2 separate regions of the Mus musculus genome follow, and region 1 is linked to region 2. A link is a contact called in public Hi-C data. All regions are on one chromosome and are shown on one strand. Each heading gives the region's core, a stretch centred on a gene start, on an enhancer-like site or on the middle of the called end of the contact. The rest is flanking DNA. Distances are from core to core; before and after follow the strand shown.

Region 1 (4,592 bases), core at 1,445-3,944, 330 kb before region 2:
CCTCCTCCTTTTTGTCTTTTTTGAAACAGGATTTCTCAGTGACCTAGCACTTTCTAAGTGGGCTAACCAGTTCATCAGCAAGTTTTGGGGATTTGCTTGTCTTTCTCTCCCCAACACTGGGATTGCAAACACATACCACCTTGACTTTTTAAAAGGCAGGCTCTTGAGATCAAACTCAGGACCTCAGGCTTTTTAAGGCAAGCATTTTATCAACTGGCCTCTCTGCCCGGCCCAAATGCCATTTAAAGAATTATTACATTTATTTGTGTGTGTGAGAGAGTATGTATGCACCACTGTGCTATGGTAAGTGTGTGGAGATTAAAAAAAAACTTGAGGAACTTGGTTCTCTCTTTCTACTATGTAGGTCCCAGGGATTGAACTCAGATTGCCAGGGTTGACAGCAAGTGTCTTTGTCTACTGAACCATCTCAATGGCCCACTGTGATTAAAATTAAATAAATGTATAAATCTAAGTACCAAGAGAATGAACACACACACACGCACACACACTTTGATTTCTGAAATAGTCATAATGTATTGGGGCTGATAATTTTATCTATTATAAATTCCCTACTAGGATTGCTTATGACAATGCTAACAGAGCTGGAGAAGGGATACTTGCTTCAGGGGAGTCTTATGCTGCTATTCTATGGGCAGCAAAGGAAGAACTTTTGAGTTATTTGGGTGTTGAAAACTACTCTGATTGGTAGTTGTTAGTGACGTTTGTCAAGGAGGGCTTGGGGTCAAGTGCGGAGACAGTGGGGGAGGGCACCCTATCAATGAGGCTAGAAGGCGGTTCTTGTGTGTGTGATTGTGTGTGTGAGTATGTGTGTGTACATATGAACTTGTGTGTAGAGGTGTGATAGTGCAATGGGTGCAGCACCTCCAGTGAAGAGGAAAAAGCATTAGAATAAAGTATTTTTGAGTCACGTATTTAATTTCTCTAATACTCTTCAGAAAATTTGGGCTTTTTAAAATTAATTTTATGTATTTATTTACTGTGTAAATGGCATGTATACATGAAGTGTATGTACACATGTGTGTGCATTCTTATATGTGAATGTGGGTACCCATGTGCCAAGGTATGCAAGCATGTAGAGGTCAGAGACCAACCTTAGTGCATCAGTCTTTGTTTTCTACGTTGCTTGGGACAGCATCTTTCTTGTTTGTCTGCTGTGTATGCCAGGCTAGTGGCTGGTGAGTTTCTGGCTCTGCCTTCCATCTCCCCTAATGTAGCACTGGGATAAAAATACTGATGCTCTGAACATTGCATGGGTCCCAGGGATCCACAGTCAGGTCCCCACATTTCCATGGCCGGTGCTTCCACACAGGCCATCTCTCTCAAGCCTCAGAAGACTTTGTGTTTCAGATTAGCTTTGGACTTACAGGATAATGAGAAGATGGTTCCCTGTCTCTAGTCTCCAGTTACTGATTTCTCTGTCGTTAACACTTTACCATTAGTGTGGCACATTTGTTAACATTACTGGAGCAATGCTGTGTATTATTAACATCCAGTAATTCAGACTTCCGTAGTTTCTATTTCAGACCTTCTTTGTATTCTAGGCTCTTCTCCTGGGGACTTGTGTATCTCTGTTACAGTTGTTCTCAATAGGTCTGGTTTCTGCTTGGCTGGGGCAGTTACTCAGGCTTTCCTTATTGTTTGTGACCTTGCCAATTTTAAGGGCACTAGTGAGATACTTTGTAGGATAATCTTTCATGGAAATTCAATGTTTTCCTTATGATTAACCTGGAGGCTGTATGATTGGAGGAAGAACATGACAGGAAGTATCATTTTTCAGCATATCATCATCAATGGTATAGATCAAGGAATTGCCCTTTAAAGACATTTGTTTCTTAGATATTTATTTACTTATTTATTGGTCTGAAATGTAATTATGCCACAACTGAATTTGAGAGATGAAAGGCAACAAGGTTTATTCTAATCACAATGCACATAAAGGAAGTATTAGAAATGCTATTTTATTGTTGCTTTTGATGAAAACTGTCTAAAGGGCTTGCTGAACATCCCCCTACATTTCCTGGCCCAGCCCTCTCCTTTGGGCTTCTATTAGAATTTGAAGCCCATTCTTTACATACAGATTTAATTCCCATAATAAATATGTGATTCCTATAATAAACAATACATTTTTGTTCTCATTTTTCAAGAAGTAAATGGTCATAAGTTTAAATAACGTGCCTAAGATTACTCAACCAGCAAACATTGCGGTTAGAGCTTCCCACATGCCTGCTAGGATTGTCATGATAAAACCCACAAAAGAAAATGGCCTAATCCGCCCAGAGTCATTCTCTCTGAAGTCTGAAGACCGGAAGTCTCAGATCAAAGAGGTCAACCGAGTTGTTCTTCCTCTGAACGGCCTGAGAAGGGCTCTGCTGAAGGCCTTGCTCTTGGAGTGACAATTTCTTGGCCCTGGGTGCGGGACTCCATGCTCACAGGGAGTCCTGCGCATACTCGCCTCTCTTCCCTGTTCCTCATTTTAATGCTTAGGGCTTTCAGAAACACCCCCTCGGAGTTTCTCCTTAGCATTTCGCTGGGTTCTCTCAGAGGTCTAGCCCAAGATGCGAGCATCCCCAATTTCAGGCTCTCAAGTCCATGTCTTCTCTGCACCTTGCATTCTGCAAAGATTCAATCGCTCTGAATTGCTCCGCTGACTGACTTCCTTTAAAACGGCAGAGCCATTAACTCCGGTAAATTTGTTCTACTTGGGAAGGGCGGGCTGCAATCATCAGGAGTAAAAGCCGCGCGGCTTATTGGTCTGAAAAGGTGTTTAGCAGCTACAAACAAACCCTGGAATAATGGGATCAGCAGTCCTTAGGTCTCCAGATGTAAAGGGGACATTTTATTCAGCATCCATTCATTTAATCAACCAGCCATGACTGGGTGGTCTATCTAGTTCTGAAACTGAGGCTGCTGTCCTTCCTCTTAAGGCTTCCTTTAATAATTATTCTGTTATTGACACATCACTGACCCGGGCATGACTAATGGTTTAGTATTACCGAGAGACGCGGCTAAAGGCCACCTGGGAGGGGCTGTGGAGTGGAGCTACGCTGACATTTCCACTGTACAATGGTAAAGCAAATGGAAATTTTAAGGGGGCAGACCCCACTCCATCTTCACTGTAGACTCGAGTGCCATTACAATGCTGTGTAATCAAATTTCCTCCTTTTCTGAAATCTTCGTTCTGCTTATTAATTAAGTGAAATGACACAACAGGGCGAGCAAGCGAGGTCTGTGGCCCACTTAGGTGCATTGTTAGAGTAGCCGCACAGGCTTGATTACAGTCACCGCGCACAGGAGCAGGTAACTTATTGGGTAATAACACAGACCCAGGAGTGTCTTTGTGAAAGTCGAAAGAGAATGTTCAGATAAAAGAGGGAAAAAATGTTTTTTAATGAAATTTAGAAAATGGGGTCAGAGTATAATTTATGGACGATGTCTTGCCCTCCAGTATCTGTAAAGCAGCTACAACGGGGAGAGACCGCAGCTCTAGGGCTTTCTTCATTAACTAGCATGCTCCTTTCCCGTCCATCCTTCACCTTCCTCATGATTGCCTGTCTTTCTAGGCAAGGTCTCTTATCGTTTCTTGAGATACCTTTGTTTTTGCAAATGCAGGAGAACTTGCTTGTATAGAACACCAGTTAAGTCTTTTTCATTATTGTCTGTTTTCTTCTCTGTGAGATGGGAAGGTATGTTCTTGTTTTAGCCTTTTGGTTAGTGTGTTACTATTTTTTTTCTATTGCTGTGATAAAATACTATGAACAAGGCAACTAGAGAAGGAAGGGCTTGCTTGCGGTTTATGCTTGCAGAATTGGGAGGTGGAGGTGGAGCTGTTAGCTTCACGGCAGGGAGTATAGCAGCATGGAAGCAAGCAGGACACTGGAGCAGCAGCTGAGAGCCCACATCCCAGTCCACAAAATCATTTGAAACCTCAAAGCCCGCCTCCGTGACACACCTCCTCCAACAAGACCACACCTCCTGATTCTTTCTAAACCTTTCAGCCAATTGAGAACCTAGTATTCACACATGTGAGGCTATGGGGCCATCCTTATTCAAACAGCCACAGTTAGACTATAATAAACGGATATACATGTATTTTTTTTGCCTTCCTCTCCCCTCATCTTGCCTTTCTCCCCTTATTGTGGGTCCCCTTACTCCCTGAAGAATAGTCCTCTCTTCTGCTTTTATCTCACATATATTCTATTACTTGTCTAGAATTTACTTGTTCCAACATATATGTACACATATATACATATATATACACATATATACATATATATACATATATACATATATATACACATATATACATATACACACACACACATATATATATACATATATACTGCATATGAGAGAGAACATGGTGTTTGTCTTTCTGAGTCTGACATATACATGAAGCTATACCTACATACATCACTTTCCTGTGAATGTTATAATTTCACTCCTTTGTTTCAGCTATATAAAACCCTTCATTCTTTTTTTCTTTTTTTTTTTAATATTTTTTATTACGTATTTTCCTCAGTTACATTTCCAATGCTATCCCAAAAGTTCCCCATACCCTCCCCACCACTCCC
Region 2 (4,651 bases), core at 1,680-4,179:
CACACTGAAAGAGAACACATGCACCTGCCCCAGGCCCTTCAAGGCAGGGCATATGTTTGTAAATGACATGCAGGCTGTGAACCTGAGGGTGGAGCCCCAGATGGGAAGCAGGAGAGACAACTGGGCCATATGATGGGTATTAATCAGAACCATGAGCCAGAACACCCCAGGGCATTTCAGCATAGACATGGGTCCCAAATATACCCCAGACTTCCAGAATAATAATCTTGGGTCAGGTTGAGCTTTCTTTCCCAAGATTCTGCTGGTAATTCAAACATGCTCTTGTGCTTAAAAATCACTAAGCCCAGAAAGGTCAGAGGGCCAGGCAACCTCATTTCTTATGGATTGGGGCTGCTGCATAATTAAAAAGCAGAAAGTGAACAGAGAGCTTTAACATTACACAAATAGGTAAGCACATTTTGTAACCTGTGCCTACCGTCAGCTTAATCACACTGGGCATAAATTGCAGTACAGTTTAATATCACAATAAAGGTAGCTGAGTTACAAAGGTAATACTTTTTAGAAACCATGGGTAGTGTAATGCAAGAATAGAATGTAAGTTTGAGGCTGCATGTATGCTTGATCGTTTCTTCCAATCTTACTGGGTCCAACTGAAGGGTGCCACCTCACCTGGAGAAATGATTAAAGTGCAAAGGTGACCCTGGTTTTGGGGAATCCCAGGCTTAGTGGTCATCTTGCCCCCCTTTCCATCCTGATCCCTCAAGGATTCCTGTCAGGAGTCCTGGCTTTTAGCTGGAATCATAGATGCCTCTTTGGCTTTAGAGTCAACAGTAATGCTTTTGGGGATGAACAAGTCCCCTCCATGGGGAAACAGTTAATGTTGATATCAAGGAGAGCTGCTGACATTTAATGTGCTTCTGTTATCTTTCAGGGTCTGTACTAGGGCCAAAATGTAGATCTTCCTTCCCCACCATGGTGGTCCAGAGGTCTGCGAATTTACAACTCAAGAGAAGCAGCTTGCCTCCCAGTCCAGGACCCTTTTAAGTCCTATCTCAATGGGGGAAAAGGGTGCATCTTTCTCTGGCTTTCATTTGATTATCACACCTATTTCAAGTACCACCTGGGTCCTAAGCAGATGGCACCACGTACAGTCTTAAGACTTGCTGGGCAGAAGTAGGTAGAACTGGAGACATGAAATTTTAAAATGAACAGAAGTTTCAAAACAGAATGAGAACTACAGGCTGATAGGATATCTTGCAAGTAGATTGCCCAAATGGCAGAACTGGTCCTTGTGGGGACAAACTTTTGCCACCTCCGCCTGGAACCTTTCCTTTCTTTCTACATCTTGACCCTTTATGGAGTCAAAGCACTTATGCTTTCATTCAATGATGTCTCCTCTGAGAAGGGACCCTCTGCTGAGGAGATGTGTTCCTAGCCACATCTTTTAAACTGTTCAAATGCTCCTCCAGGGTCATCCCATAGACACCCACCCTTCAGACCCACATGAGAGAAGCATTTTCAGCTTTCTGGTTCAGTAACCTTTGGAAGGTCACTCGAAGGCTTCTATTCACATTGCTTCCCTGTGTTTCCATGACATCAGGTACACTCTGACTTCTACTCTTATCCTGGCCTCAGCACCACCAACATTCTCACAGTATTCTGTTCCTCCTGACCTTGCCATGGGATGGGAGATGTTGAATTCCTGGTCTCTTGCTGCCTGCCATGTTGGTCTTCTCTCACAGCTCCACTGCTCTTTTGGATCTATTCCTCTTCCTGCTCTCCAGATGTTGTGATCTGTAGCTTTTCCCACTGGCCGGATCTACTGTCAGTTCCATCTACTCCCACCACTTTCTCACTTGGGCTACAAATGACACCTCTGTCTGTCCACCTCATCCCCAGTCTGGACGAGTTTTTCCTACTTCCTCTGTTCTTTCTTCTTTAAAACTACACCTTCTACCTTACAAAGATTAAATTAATCACTTTTCCCAACCCCAAAACCCAAGCCATTATTTTCTTCCTTAAATTCCCAAATCTTTTTCCCTTCTCAATCTTGAAGCAACTCCAGGTCTTTTCTGATGTTCAGGGTTTAGGGAAGAGCAGGTTCGGCACTGGATCCCATTCGGGGCCCAGATCATGACCAGGTCATGAAGATCCTTCCATTTTTAATCCATGACATCCAAAGAAGCCTCAGGTGTTGACATCCCAAGGGCAAGAGGAAACAGTGCACTGAGAATCCTGACTGGAGATGTACACAGGCCAGGTTGGACAGTGACACACAGCATTGTGTCTACATTTCTTTGGTTATATTTAGTCATCCAGCATACCAGCAAGGAGCAGTCTAATGTTACCTGTCTGGGGGCCCAGAAGGGTCTTAATGAGTGGTTGTTGTTCTCCAAGTTTCCCTGCAATCTACATTCAAAGCCACGAGGGGAGGTTCCTCTCTTTTGAGTCCCCGCCCCCTTTTCAGTTAATCACCAGCTTCTTTGATCTCTGTAGTACCACCTCTCACATCCAGCCTCACGTTCCATCCCTTAAACCATCATCTCTCATCATGAGCTCTAACTTGACCACTGTGATGATTTTTAAACTCAGCCCTTTCTCCTTTTAATCATTGGAATATTTACCAAACAAATACTTCTCAAGCAACATATTCTAGGCACCAAGTTAAGTAGTGAGGGGTGGAGGGACATGAGGGAACAGAATTATAATCCCACCTGAAAGATACAAATGTACACACATTGTTGCCTGTGACAGGGTACAGAACATAGGTGGGAAGGATGTCATAGTTTCTGACCATTCCCATAAGCAGGATACATACCTATGCTACTCACTGCTCTTCCCTGCCCCTCACTGCCTGTGGTATTTGCCAGCTCACAATTTAATTCCATCAAAGTCTCTGCCTCCATGTTTGATCATCACGCTTGTATAAGTCCATGCTTGCTGGGTTGGTGTCTTTTCCCACCAAACTGGGTGTTCCCCAAGTGCCAGGATTGTGACTCACCTGCCAGCATAGTCACCATAGACTGCAGAACAGTGTTGACACATGGCAGGAAGGGAGCTAGACTGGGCAGGGTGGGGGGTGGGGGGTGGGGGTGGGGGTGTCAGATTAGCTTTCTAAAAGAAATTATGTTTGGTTGGACAGGCAAATCTCAGAGGCTTTAACCGGGTTTGTGGTAGGATGGAGGAGATTTGTAGGGCTAAGTTCAGGTTCAAGGGTAGGAAGGGAGTATGGTGAGATTCAAGCTTGAGGAGGAAGATAGTTGCGACTGGGAATGGTATTTTGTGACCTGTGTGTGTTTGTATATGCATGTGAATGTAGTTGTGTGTGTGTGTGTGTGTGTGTGTGTCTGTGTGTGTGTGTGCGTGCACATACACATTTCCTCTAACACTGATGAGAAGCCATAGAAAGACCCAGTTAAAGTTCTAGATCTGTGCTGCTCCCTCTTGAAACAACTGGGCAAGAACAGGATGAGGCTGGACAGCCTAGGAGAACACCAACAGCCCATTCTGTGAGCCAAACACTTGGAAGCAACAACATTCCACGTTGCTTTGTCTAAGGTGCTAACTCTGATGATGTCCCTCCAGAGAAAAGCCTGGAAAGGGGGTGCAGTGTGAGAATCTGAGTGAGTTCTACACCTTTATATTTCTATTTTGGCTGCCTTTCCCAATGAAACCATGCCTTCTTTTAGGGGCTTTCCACGATTGGCTCTTACTCCAAACCACTGCAAAGTATCAGAGTTAGATAAATCCATTTGGCACAGGTGCGTGGTCCTCCGCTGCTGTAACTTTTATATTCCTTCCAATGTTCCTTCAACTTCTTGAATTGACAGACGTGACCTATGTATGCTATTAAAATATGCTTATAGGAACATAATCTGAGCACACTAATTCACACTAGGCTCTTTGTCACTGATGATGGGAGCTGTCCTTATATGCTAGTATCTTAAGAGGGGAAAGGGGAATTAGTCTAGTCTTTATGAAAGCATGCTGCCTTGGGCTACTCCACAACACAGATGTAACTCCTGGCTTTTGTTCAGTTTGATAAGTCCTTGTTGATGGACTCTGGCTCTCTTGGAGAGAGCATTAAGTGAAAGGAGTTACTGTCACTCTACAGTGAGTGCCCTTCTGGAGGCCCTCAAGTCAGATTCCACCTTCCTGTAGGTCAGGGTGTCCCTCTTGCTTAGGGACTTTTCATGTGCCCACCATTAGGTATTCTAGCCGATCTGAAATGGCTTAAGGGAGCACGTGGCCCTTTGTCTGGGTCTTTGATTGACAGGCTCACCGAGCAAGGCAGTAAGGGACTTTGTTTTAGTCCCGGGTGAGGCTGGAGGGCTGCTCAATTCTGAAGTGGAAATTTCTCGTTACCCCTCAGCCTTTCTTTTGCCATTTCCCACCTCCTAACTCTAGACCTCCAAGGCCAGCCTTGCAAGATGGAGGCAGAAGAGAGCTGCAGAGGACCCAGTGGGGTTTTATTGCTTAAGTGCTTGTGCTGTGAGAGGGAGTGGGGAATCGTGTTTGGAGGAAGCAGAGTAATTGACACCTGGACAGCCAGTTATTCACAAACTCTAGGAAGCAAAAATGAAAAAAGCCCTTTTGTATCAAGCCTGTGTCTCCCCTGTCAGGGCAGAATATGCCCGTGATAATTGCAGCTGAGGTGAGGCTCTGAGTGTTAGGACTTCGCTTACCACCC

What was found. Hi-C and Micro-C count contacts between places; a contact is called where the count stands out from the background.
Region 1: a Hi-C map of pancreatic cancer cells shows a contact between it and region 2. The contact joins two enhancer-like sites. A contact is called at or near these places in 1 of 484 Hi-C or Micro-C datasets (pancreatic cancer cells) and 1 of 115 datasets of contacts at active chromatin or transcription factors (embryonic stem cells).

Annotation. Positions count from the first base shown.
Region 1 is chr1:64,336,508-64,341,099 of GRCm38.p6, reverse strand. No RefSeq gene overlaps it. Among named protein-coding and RNA genes, the nearest start is that of Gm35803, 59 kb to the right of the region's middle. Within about 2 kb of position 2,694, at least 50 of the 459 cell types and tissues checked have an H3K27ac peak or open chromatin away from gene starts, as enhancers often do. A contact at or near this core is called in pancreatic cancer cells, where this site is marked.
Region 2 is chr1:64,003,684-64,008,334 of GRCm38.p6, reverse strand. No RefSeq gene overlaps it. Among named protein-coding and RNA genes, the nearest start is that of Mir6899, 36 kb to the left of the region's middle. Within about 2 kb of position 2,929, at least 29 of the 459 cell types and tissues checked have an H3K27ac peak or open chromatin away from gene starts, as enhancers often do. A contact at or near this core is called in pancreatic cancer cells, where this site is marked.